Regions from separate parts of the Mus musculus genome. Here all the other regions are linked to region 3. A link is a contact called in public HiChIP or PLAC-seq data. All regions are on one chromosome and are shown on one strand. Each heading gives the region's core, a stretch centred on a gene start, on an enhancer-like site or on the middle of the called end of the contact. The rest is flanking DNA. Distances are from core to core; before and after follow the strand shown. Region 1 overlaps Ppard (peroxisome proliferator activator receptor delta). Region 2 overlaps Ppard (peroxisome proliferator activator receptor delta). Region 3 overlaps Ilrun (inflammation and lipid regulator with UBA-like and NBR1-like domains). Region 4 overlaps Zfp523 (zinc finger protein 523).

What was found. HiChIP or PLAC-seq counts read pairs in DNA pulled down with a chosen protein or histone mark.
Region 1: a FOXA1 HiChIP or PLAC-seq map of pancreatic cancer cells shows a contact between it and region 3. The contact joins two enhancer-like sites. A contact is called at or near these places in 2 of 115 datasets of contacts at active chromatin or transcription factors (embryonic stem cells and pancreatic cancer cells).
Region 2: an HNF4G HiChIP or PLAC-seq map of pancreatic cancer cells shows a contact between it and region 3. The contact joins two enhancer-like sites.
Region 4: a FOXA1 HiChIP or PLAC-seq map of pancreatic cancer cells shows a contact between it and region 3. The contact joins two enhancer-like sites. A contact is called at or near these places in 3 of 115 datasets of contacts at active chromatin or transcription factors (embryonic stem cells and pancreatic cancer cells).

Annotation. Positions count from the first base shown.
Region 1 is chr17:28,289,501-28,292,200 of GRCm38.p6, forward strand. The region is part of intron 3 of Ppard (peroxisome proliferator activator receptor delta); the gene reads left to right. Among named protein-coding and RNA genes, the nearest start is that of 1810013A23Rik, 19 kb to the left of the region's middle. Within about 2 kb of position 1,376, at least 51 of the 459 cell types and tissues checked have an H3K27ac peak or open chromatin away from gene starts, as enhancers often do. A contact at or near this core is called in pancreatic cancer cells, where this site is marked.
Region 2 is chr17:28,250,393-28,253,169 of GRCm38.p6, forward strand. All of the region lies in intron 2 of Ppard (peroxisome proliferator activator receptor delta), which reads left to right. Among named protein-coding and RNA genes, the nearest start is that of Ppard, 19 kb to the left of the region's middle. Within about 2 kb of position 1,274, at least 35 of the 459 cell types and tissues checked have an H3K27ac peak or open chromatin away from gene starts, as enhancers often do. A contact at or near this core is called in pancreatic cancer cells, where this site is marked.
Region 3 is chr17:27,798,853-27,801,565 of GRCm38.p6, forward strand. All of the region lies in intron 1 of Ilrun (inflammation and lipid regulator with UBA-like and NBR1-like domains), which reads right to left. Among named protein-coding and RNA genes, the nearest start is that of Ilrun, 20 kb to the right of the region's middle. Within about 2 kb of position 1,354, at least 231 of the 459 cell types and tissues checked have an H3K27ac peak or open chromatin away from gene starts, as enhancers often do. A contact at or near this core is called in pancreatic cancer cells, where this site is marked.
Region 4 is chr17:28,192,042-28,195,075 of GRCm38.p6, forward strand. It overlaps Zfp523 (zinc finger protein 523), which reads left to right. Exons shown (of 14, transcript NM_001357995.1): 3 at 2,925-3,005. Among named protein-coding and RNA genes, the nearest start is that of Def6, 14 kb to the right of the region's middle. Within about 2 kb of position 1,665, at least 42 of the 459 cell types and tissues checked have an H3K27ac peak or open chromatin away from gene starts, as enhancers often do. A contact at or near this core is called in pancreatic cancer cells, where this site is marked.

The sequences.
Region 1 (2,700 bases), core at 126-2,625, 490 kb after region 3:
CCATCCATATTGAGATCTGACGCCCTCTTCTGGTGCATCGGAAGACAGCTAGTGTACTTAGATATAATAATAAATAAATCTAAAAGAATAGGGTAGAGCCAAGCATGGTGGCTCACGCCTGTCATCCAAGCACTTGGGAGCTGAAGCAGGAGAATCACAGGTTCCAGGCCAGCCTGTTTGAACAAAAAGCCCAACACCCGTATGTATAATAAATGTTAGACAGTGCAAACCAGAGGACTACAGGAGTTGATTTAGAGTCCTGAGGGGTGAGGCGTGTCCGTTATAAGACACAGCCTGCGCTGTACGTCTTTCTCAGCAACCACGTGTGACTTTCATAACTTAAAAGCTCTTGTTCTGTTTTGTCCCAAAGTTGAAATGGATAAACTGACATGATGACGTTCTCTCTGATCCCAGCACTTGGGAGGCAGAAGCAGACAGAGCCCTTGAGCTCAAGGCCAGCCTGTTCTACATAGTGAGATCCTATCAGGACACAGAGACCACCCACAGCAAAACAGGGACCCTCACAGCTGCCTCAGGCCCCCCGTCTCAGTCTCCTCACCTGAGCCCTCCACAGCTCTCAGTAGTAACCCCTGCCCTGTGCCCATGAGTTTGGGGCTTTTGCCCCAGAGTCCCTTTGGGGATCCCAAAGGAACCCTGAGACGGTAGGAAGGCTGCAGGGCTCCAACCCCTCCATGTGGGTCCACACTAAACTTCCCTGCCACCCTTGTGTCCCCAGGAGGTCGGCAGTGCAGGTCTCACACAGCAACAAGGAAGCACAGGGCCTGGGGCCGTTGCTGGCACAGGACTGACTCAGGAGGTGGTACTCACAACCCTCCCTCCCCTCCCCTGTCCACTCTCGCTCCATGGCAGCCCACACACACAGGAGCCAGGTAGACCAGTGGCTCTCCTCTCTCTGTGTGCTTCTTTCCCCAGCAGCACTTGGTGAATGTCCAGGGCTGGGCACCATGCCAGAGTGGGCCAGGCAGTGGTGGACAGGGCTGAACACCAGCCCAGAGGAGCCCAAAGTCCAGGCAAAATGGGACAACAGTCAAGGAACTATCCAGTTAGCTGGGTGTGGTGGCACATGCCTTTAATCCCACAAGAAACAGGCATACCTCCCTGAGTTCGAGGCCAGCCTGGTCTACAGAGCAAGTTCCAGGGCTACACAGAGAAACCCTATCTCAAAAATAAAAACAAAACAAAAAAGGAGAAGCCAGTTCCCCAGCCTCAGGGCTCTTAGAGCTTATCCTGCTGTGAGAACTGTGAGGCTTTGGTGGCACCGTGGCTAACCAGGCAGGCTGTGTGCACCTCATGGCTGTGATGACAGCGTGCTTCCAGCCTTCCGCCACCGTGTGAGGACGTGAGGATAAGTCAATAGTGTGTGTTTGCTGAGCTTGTAGTCTGATGGCAAGACTGATTGCCGTGTGGGGTGCCAGGGCCAGGATTACTCAGAGTTCAAGTGTCTAAGGACCGACCTCCGCCATCAGTGCTGAGCTGCTCTAGAGACAGGAAGATTGTGCCTGTGGGCAGCAGGAGAGTGCGCACCGCCACCCCGATCAGGGGTTCCCAGATAGACAGACCCAATAAAGGGAGGGGTGTGTGTGTGTGTGTGTGTGTGTGTGTGTGTGTGTGTAGAGCTATAATGGAGGTGGGGTCCCCTCTTCCAGGAGGAAAGAGGACCCAGCCATTCTCTCGAAGCCTTCGCCTATAGACAGAGAGCCACATGCATTCTGAACTGTTAGCACTCTGTACTCCAGTCTCCTGAGTTAGATGACAGTCACGTCTTTATCTTTCTCTCCTTTTTGTTTTGTTTTGTTTTTTGTTTGTTTTGTTTTGTTTTTTGAGATAGTCTCTCTATATATTCCTGGCTGTCCTGGAACTCACTCTGTAGACCAGGCTGGTCTCAAACTCAAAGATCCACCTGCCTCTGCCTCCTAAGTCCTGGGATTAAATGAATGCAGACTAGCCTGTGAACGGAAACCTGGCTATCACAGCGCAGCCAGATCAGGAAAGCCGTCCTCACCACTATCTTTAACCCCATCAACCACAGTTCTCCCGCCTGTTATAGAGGGGCACAGTGCCTGACTTGAAGGGTTATTTCGAAGCTTTGCATGAAGGAAGGGATGGGCAGTACCCAGTAGAGTTCTGGAACACAGGCAGTGCCAGTGCACCCTCTGCTGCAGGTCCCAGTCCTAAGCACGACCAGCAAGTGACCTTGCACAAAATGAAACGAGCCAGGCATGGTGGCATTTGGGAGGCAGAGGCAGGCGCAGCACCGTGAGTTCACAACTAATCCAGGCTACTTAATTAGACCATCTCAGACCCAAACAATCCAAAAAGACCCTTGGCTAGTAGGTGGGGCCTGGCAAAAGCCACCTCTTCTCCTGTTCCTCCCGGTAAACAAAGACCCTTGGGAGGTGTCTCAGGCCCCTGGCAGGGATTCTGGGACCAGCTGCAGGCGTATCAGGTGAACAAAGGTATCTCCTAAGAGCAGCAGGCAGGAGTGAGAGGAGTGTTAGGTCCATTGATGTGTCAGGATACCTCATACAGACAGCCTTAAACAGAAAGGCTTTATTCAGGAAGACAATGCTGAAGGTTCCAGCCCAGCCAGCCAACCCTACTACTTTGGGGTCTATGGTGAGTCATGCATTGTAAAGAAGAGACAGGGTTCAACGTGCCTCTCTAAGGCTCACCTCCAGT
Region 2 (2,777 bases), core at 24-2,523, 450 kb after region 3:
AGCCATCTCTCCAACCCTAAACTTCCTTTTAAAAAACTTTTCTTATTTATTTATATTGGGGACAAGGTCTCGCTCTGTAGCCCTTCCTGATCAGAACTTACTGTGTAGCCCAGGCTAGCCTCAGACTCATAGTGATCCCTGCCTCTGCCTCCCTAGTGTTGGGTTAAAGCGCATGCCCCTGTGAAGCCCTCCTCTGACCTCGGTGCTTTTGGGGTGGCTGACTGCTTCCATGCTCCCTGCCCTGGTGGCTGCTGTGCTCCCTGGACCACCTGCATTTCACTGAGAATGTCTCAGCTCTCCTTGCTGACCAGACAGCATCTCTTCATTGCTTCTCCGCAATGCCCTCATCCTCTGTGGGTACGCTGTCCCTGCTTTATCTGTGGATGTCAGAGGATCTCTACTTAAAAATTATTTTATGTGCATGAATGTTTTGCTTGCATGTATGTCTGTCTGTACAGCTCCTGCATGCCTGGTATCCACGGAGGGCTGAAGCAGGAGGATCCCCTGAAAGTGGAGTTACAGACATTTGCAAACCACCGTGTGCCTGCTGGGAACCAAACCCCGGTCGGTCGTCTGAAGGGCAGCTCATGTTCTTCACCATAAAGCCATCTCTCTAACCCTGATGTCTACTCCTTAGAATTTTTTTTTTTTTTTCGAGACAGGGTTTCTCTATAGCCCTGGCTGTCCTGGAACTCACTCTGTAGACCAGGCTGGCCTCGAACTCAGAAATCCACCTTCCTCTGCCTCCCGAGTGCTGAGATTAAAGGCGTGCGCCACCACGCCCGGCATTACTCCTTAGAATTTTAAATTGTATTTATTTATTTGTATGTATTTGTGCACACTCATAAACATTCCACAGCACCTTATGTGGTGGTCAAAGGACAACTGTGGGAGTCAGTTTTCTCCTTCTATGTGGGTGGTCCCAGGGATGAAATTCACATTCAGTTTGTCACACTTGGTCACGGGCCTCTTTACCCATTGAGCCATCTCAAACCTGCCCCCTTCACCCTTTATTTTTGAGGCAGGTTTCATGTATTCCAGGCTGGCCCCAAACTCAATATAGCTGAGGATGGCAATGAACCCCTCATTTTCCTGCCTCTGCTGTCTGAGAAGAGACCCGCACCACCATCAAGTGCTGGGATCCAGCCCCGGGCCTCGTACGTTCCAAGGCAGGCGCTGTACCCACTGGGCCACCTCCCAGCCTGGCCACCAGCCGTTAGGTTGCTGACAGTGCTGGTGTCTGCCTGGTTTTGAAGGCCATGTCTGCAAGCACCATGGAAAGATGGGGAAGTTGTGGGTGAGGAGGTCCTGGTCCTTCTCTGGATGCTGGAGGGAGGTGGGGGAGGCTGGCTTTTAAAGGTCCCTCCAACAAAGACAGCACTAGTGGGGAAGAGGCTGTCTGTTGAGACGCTGGTGTGGCCGACCTGTGTGGTGAGTCACTGGGAACAGGGGCTGTTTGTTCGAAGGTCCCTCCCCAGTTGCAGGAAGTGTTAATAGTTCCTGTACTTCAGAGAATGAAGCTTCCTCAGCTCCAAAACCAGCCTGTTGAGTCTCAGATGCTGCCCGTCCAAGTTAGCATTCCCTGCGTAAGGATAAGAAAGCCAAGACTCTGACTTGTCAAGGCGAAGCTGGCCTCATACAGCTCTGGCTGAGCACTGCCTGCTGCCATTATCCTGTCTCCTGACTCTGAGGTGTGCCCGGGCCTGGCTACTGGTTCTGAACCCTGAACGTGCCCAGCTGACAAGTTGTCCCTCTGCATGACTTCTGCTCTTTCAGGTGGCCCCCCTGACAGCCGGGCGCCATGTGGGAGTCCAAGGCTCAGCCATCTAGAGACAGGCTCTACCTCTCGATGAGAAGAGTGGCATAGGGTATATGGCCATCCATGATCGAGCGATGGAGAGCTGGGGTTGGACCCAGAGCCTACTATCACCACACTGTTACCATATGGAGTCCCTCTCTGATGTCTGCCTCCTATGTTGCCAGTGTCCCCTCTCACCCTCTAAAGTGGGAACTGTGCCAGTTCCCAATCCATGTTGGCAGCCAAGATCCTTCCAAAATAGGTTGTGCCCCCGGGATCTGCTCGTTGCCCTCAGGCATCAGGCCTGGAACTTCCCTGCGGAGTTCCCCTTCTGCAGTGCTGGGGGTGGGAGCCTCACACTACACTGCTGTGCACTGCAGGCAGATGTGCAGGCTGACAACCCTACAGCTGTGCCAGGTGGTGCCCGACAGGTGAGTCCCACACAGGGCATGGTGGGCGGACTTTCCAGGAATTTTGGCCCACAGAACTAGAAGCCCCCTTGCTGATTAGTGTGTAGACTGATTAGTGTGTAGACTGCCTTGCTGTTAGCGGCTCCTCCCACAGCCACAGGCATCTCAGAAAGAGACCTGACTCCCTCCTAAAGCAACCTCATTCCCTCGGTGGGAAACACTAAGAAATGTAAAGGAAAAAAAAAAATCAAATTACCTAGAACCTGCTCAGAAATCACCACGGCTTAATGTGTCAGTGGATATTCTTTGGGATGTCTCATTGATATCGTCCTGCTTTCTCTGTCTCTCTCTGCACCCCCCCCCCCAGCCCCCACAGGAACAACACACCTATACTTTTTTGTTTGTTTGTTTGGTTTTTTTTGTTTGTTTGTTTGTTTGTTTTTCGAGACAGGGTTTTTCTGTCATGTCCACTGAGCTTAAACAGGGAAAGGCACAGTGAACCCTTGGCTTAAATGTCCTGTCCTAGAACTCACTCTGTAGACCAGGCTGTCCTCGAACTCAGAAATCCG
Region 3 (2,713 bases), core at 104-2,603:
GGAGCAGGAGTTTTAAAAGGCCAGCCTCTGTTACATATCGAGTTCAAGATTATTAACCAGGGCCACATGAGACCCTGCCTGCTCTCAGGTACAGGGAAATTTAGATCAACTAAAGCAAAAGGAAACATCTAGTCAGACATGGGAGTTGATGTCTGTAGTCGCAGTACTCAAAAGGCTATGGTAGGGGGACTGTCAGGAGTTTGGGGCCAGCCTGGGCTACACAGTAAGTTCTAGGTTACTAGACTGAGCTACAATATGAGACACCAGTCCCCCAAAAGCAGAGAGGATATGAAGGGGATTGGTAAGATGGCTCACTAGGTAAAGGCATTTGGTGCCAGGCCTGACAATGTGCTAGCCACTACAACCTGACTAACAGAAGGAGAGGCCTGCCTGCCTCCTGACAAGCACTCCTTTGACTGCCACATGAGCTGTGGCTACTATGTAGTCACACACATGCACACAGTAAATGCAGAGGGCAGGGATGGAAAAGAAAAGAGAGAAAAATCTACAGAGTTAAAAAAAATGCTTTTCGGGGCTGGCAAGATGGCTCAGCAGGTAAGAGCACTGACTGCTCTTCTAAAGGTCCTGAGTTCAAATCCCAGCAACCACATGGTGGCTCACAACCACCCATAATGAGATCTGACACCTCTTCTGGTGTGTCTGGAGACAGCAACAGTGTATGTATATATAATAATAAATAAATCTTTAAAAAAAAATGCTTTTCTTGGGCAGAGGGAACAGCTCAGGGGTAGTGTTGAGTATACACACAGCCATAGTCTTAACCCCAGTAGTGAAACACACACACACACACACACACAAAAGAAAAAAAGAAAAGAAAAGAAAAAAGAAAAACACCAGGCCACTAAGCATAAAACACTCATTCTAATGACATAGTGTGCAACTGTAAGGAGGACCACAGCCTGGCAGGATTAGCCCTGTGGAGCCCCTATGCTGTGGAACATATGCTCTACCCCCAGTGTGGCCGTCCTCTGCTCTCGGACACACACACCAAGGCACACTGCAAAGGGAAATCCAATTAGTTAGCAGCAGATCTGCTCTGGCCAGGCCTCCTGTCTGCTTTCACTCGGGTAGCACTCGAGTCTGAGGAGAACAAGGCCCAAGGCAGGAAGGCACTCCTCCTTCCTGTGAAGATGGAAGTGCTCCGGAAGCAGGGGTCCCCAGAAGGACCCTGTAATCTGCCTCAGTCAGTCCAGGTTCAAGCTGCTAAGTATTAAGATGAATTTGCAGATGGAAGCCACATTGTTACAGGAACTTATTGCAATGCAAACCTCTGAGGCGAAGTCTGAGGGCGGTGCTGTGTATGTGCACTGCACTGTGTACTCAGGAGGACAAAGGCAGACTGTGCATGTAACCTGAGGCTGCACTCTGCTGAGTCACTTCCGTCACACACCTCGGGGTCCAACAACTCACGTTTCGGTCAAAAGAGCAGGTTTAGAATAACTCCTTGTTTTGGTCGCTGGATTTAATTTCCTGAAATGATTTACAATCGCTGTATCTATGGTAACTACAGTTTCTGGAAATTCTGAGCCACTGTGAGGAGACAATGTGGATTGCCCCAAACACCACAGGATGACCGCACAAAGCATGTCCAGACACAGCGCTCCTTACACACGGTTCTGGTTTGTCATGAAACTCAGATAGTGAGTTATGGTATGAGCAGATAAATCTGCAACTAAGCAGAATTTCAAACTGATTTGATCCTAAGACTGTCAAAGAGGTGTTTCTTGGTTTAAAAAATACAAAGGTTTGATTTTTTTAAAGTTGCCAAAAAGTATCTGAATACACAATTTATCCTATAATTTAGCTGTTATTGCTGTAAAAATTAGGAAATATAATAAAGGCAGAATTTATGGGCTTTGCTAAGAAATATCATATACCTTTTACAATCTCTTTGATTAAATGTTTCTGTTGTGTCTAAGAATTCCTGCCTGTGAGATCTTGGGACACTGTGCTTCCCATAGGGACCAGCCTCAAAGTGGCTTAGTTTCATTTCCCCTGAGGAACGTGCCGGCTGGCCATGCCATCTCTGGAGATGATATGAAAGCAAGCTCTGGCATACACATGTCCACATAAGAGAACATCCACAGAGGAAGTAACCAACCGTATGCTTGTCTCCAAGCTTTAAAAAGGTAAGTTCTATAGTGTGCAACACACCCAACGCTAGCTACTACACTAACAAACCCGGAGCAGGCCACTCACCTCAGCTGCAAGTGCAACCTGAAGTCAGTGGATATTGGCCACTGCACGGTGGTTATGAAACAAGTAACTTTAAAAAGCTACATACAGGCAGGGCGTAGGGGTGCAGGTCTTTAATCCCAGCACTCGGGAGGGACTGGCAGGAGGATGTCTGTGAATCTGAGTACAGCCTGGTTTACACAGCAAGCTATAGACTAGCCAGTACTACATAAAGACTGTCTCAAAAAAAAAAAATAAATAAATAAAAACATAAAAAAAACCAAAAAAACAAAACCCAAAGTTCCATACAGGGCTGGATAGAAGAATATTTACTGATCTTGCAAAGAAACCTGGGTTCAATTCCCCACACCCACAAGTTCAGTCTGTAACTTCAGTTCCAAAGACTCCAACACCCTCTTCTGGCTTCCTAGAGTACTGCATGCATATGATGCACAGACATACATGCACACAAACATTATATATGAGACAATCACAACCATAGAACCACATACCCTCT
Region 4 (3,034 bases), core at 415-2,914, 390 kb after region 3:
TCTTTCTCCCATCATTCTTCTCAGGTCTGTTTCTTACCTCCCACTGGGTTGCAATATGTGTATCCATGTGTGTGCACTTAATCACACTCAAATAAATGTAGTTGTAAATCTTTTTTTTAAAAATCTTACATCAGAATAATTACTTTTACTTTTAAACTCAGCCTTACTCAAAATCTTAGGACATGCATGATATTCTTTGCTAGAATGTACCATTCGTGGTCCTCTGGTCTGTCCCCACTGGAGTCCTGTCCCCTCTGAAGGTGCAGGAGCCTAATCTCAACTGCCCACTTGCACTTGGCATCCTGGTCTTTTGAACTCACACAGGAAACTGCTTATTAAGTTCCGCTTACAGCAGCTTAAGCCTTCTCTGGCTTGCTGCTCCATACTTTTCCAAAGTCCTTCCACAGAAAGTTCCCAAGACCTAAGATCCACACTGCCAGGTCACAGCCACATCCCTCTTCTCTGGCACCAGTTCCTTTGCCTTGCTGGGACAACATAAATACCTTACGTGACCGATGTGAAAGAGAGAGGGTTTACTTTGGCTCATGTCTTTAAGGTGTTCAGTCCTAGTCATTTGGCCCCATGTACTTGAGCAGAACATCACTGTAGACGGGAGCCTCTGGGCTGTAGGAGAGAGCTGTTCACCTCACGGCTGACAGGAAGGAGGAAATGAAGCAGAAACGGGCCAAGGGGAAACACACACACACACACACCCCACATGACCTCCAAGGACCAACTTCTTCCAGCTAAACCCACCTCCTATAGTTTCTAGAACTTTCTAAAGCAAAAGGGCATTTGCCATTCAAGGTTATGCATAACTATGGAGCTGAGGAGTCACAACTGTGCAGAGCACCAGAACCCATGGAGAATCCCTCTAGGGGTGAGTTTGGGGATTCCCCTGATGGGACAATGTCAGCAGATAGTTGAGTCAGAAGAGGCCAGCTGACGTTTCTCCTTATTGCAGGGCTCAGTTCCTGAGCTGAAGAAAGAGTGAACACATCTCCTGCATTGACTTGTCAGTCTCCCTGTCTTTCTTTCTGTCCTCACTCCCATTCTCTCCCAAGAGAACAGCCTGAGCAGGGAGCCCTTGAGTCTGATCCCAAGAGCCCACTCAGGTGTGGTGGCTCATTCACACTTAGGTGTGAAGGCAGGAAGACAGGAGGAATTCAGGGCTATCCTCAGCTCTATAGTGAGGATAAAGCCAACCTGGGCAACTTGAGACCCCCATCTAAGAGAAGAGAAAAGAGTCCAGGACACAGTGGCCTATACCTGTGGTCCCCCCAAAGCACAAGAGACGTAGGCAGGAGGATTGCAATATGAGGCCAGCCTGAGCCACATATCAAGACCCTGCATAAAATAATCAAGGTTTAGGGATACACGTTCCTGGCTGAAGCCCTTACCTGACATGCAAAGGCTAAAGGTTCAGTCCCAGCCCTGGAAAGGAAGAAAAAGCCTGGCAGGATGCACACTCCTGTAACCTCAGCATGTAGAAGGCAGAAACAGGAGCTTACAATGACTTTGAAGTCTTCATTTGTCTGGTTAGCAAACTCCAGGCCAGCATGGACTACAGAGCAAGATCCTGTCTCAAGGAAAGCTTTGGTGGGTGGGGTGGGAGTGGGGCTTGAGGTTGCATAGATCAAGTAAGGAAACATGCTCACATGACAGTAAGGTGAGTCATAGACCCCACCCCCACAGTAGCCACACTCAGCCTAGGCAGATAGCTCACTCATGGAGCATGAAAGTGTGAGGGCCCGAGTTCAACCTTCAGCACCCACATCAAAAGCTGGGTGAAGTGGCACGTGCTTCTAATCCCCCAGCCAGGAGGATCCCTGGGGACTCTCTGGCCCGCCAGCCTATGGAACCTGGGAGCTCCTGGCCAGCCAATGAGAGATGCTGTCTCAAAGGCAAGGGAAGGCTTATTGAGGAACATCACCCAAGGTTGACCTCTGGCCTATGCACATGCTCATGTGCACACACGTGCACACACGTGCACACTCAATGTGCACACAAACGCCACACACATATACACACACATGTACACGCACAGGCACATGAATCCACACCTCTCTATCCCTTCACTTCCATTTCTTTCGTTTGTTTTTTGTTGCTGTTTTTCAAGAAGGATCTCTTGTAGCCCAGGCTAGTTTCAAGTTCAAACTGTAGCAGAGGCTGGCCTTGACCTCCTGTGCCTCCTCCACCACTTCCCAAGTGCTGGGATTGTAGATGAACACCACCAATCTGGCTCCCATTGCTTTTACTCTGCCTGTGGGGCTCACCAGCGTGAAGGCTGCAGCCTATGGAGGGCTGAGTGTGTTCCTGCCTGCTCTCTGTGAGCTCACTCAAGTCCACAGCCACTGCATTAGGAAGAGACAACTATTCAAAGGAGCATGCAGCCGAGACTCAAGCTGAGTATGGGCGCAGGCTTACACACTCGGGAGGTCAGTCCTGGCCCCAGAGTACATTGTGGCTATCACCCCTACCACAGCATGTCACAGTGGAGGCCCCAGATTTTGGCACACTGTTACAGGGGGAATGAGGAAATCTGTTTTAACTGTTAGTTGGCTGTGTATCTGAATTTCTTGGCATTTGGGAATCCTCCCTGGTTTCAGGATATTCTTTGTTCTCCATTTAGCTCAGTCTGGGCAGCTCACCGTTAGATCAGAAGTTCCCGTCTTCACAGGCCTGGGTAGTAAGAAAGGAAATTGCTTCTTGCAGAGTGGCAGATAAAGTTACTTCATGGCAGGATGTTTCTCCTCAGGGCCTCCAGACTGAGGCTTAAGAGGTGGCGAAGGGAACGTGGTGGATGTTCCCATGCTTGGACCATAGGCAAGGATGCAGAGACTCAAATAGGCATCTGCCACAGCGGGCAAGCACGTGGTGGGCCTCTGCCAGCCTGGTCCACTTCTCTGCTTCTACGTCCCCAGGGGAGAAGCTGCTTGAAGGGCAAGTGATCCAGCTGGAGGACGGGACCACTGCGTACATTCACCAGGTGACGATACAGAAAGGTGAGGCGCCCCAGACACCCATGTGGAGG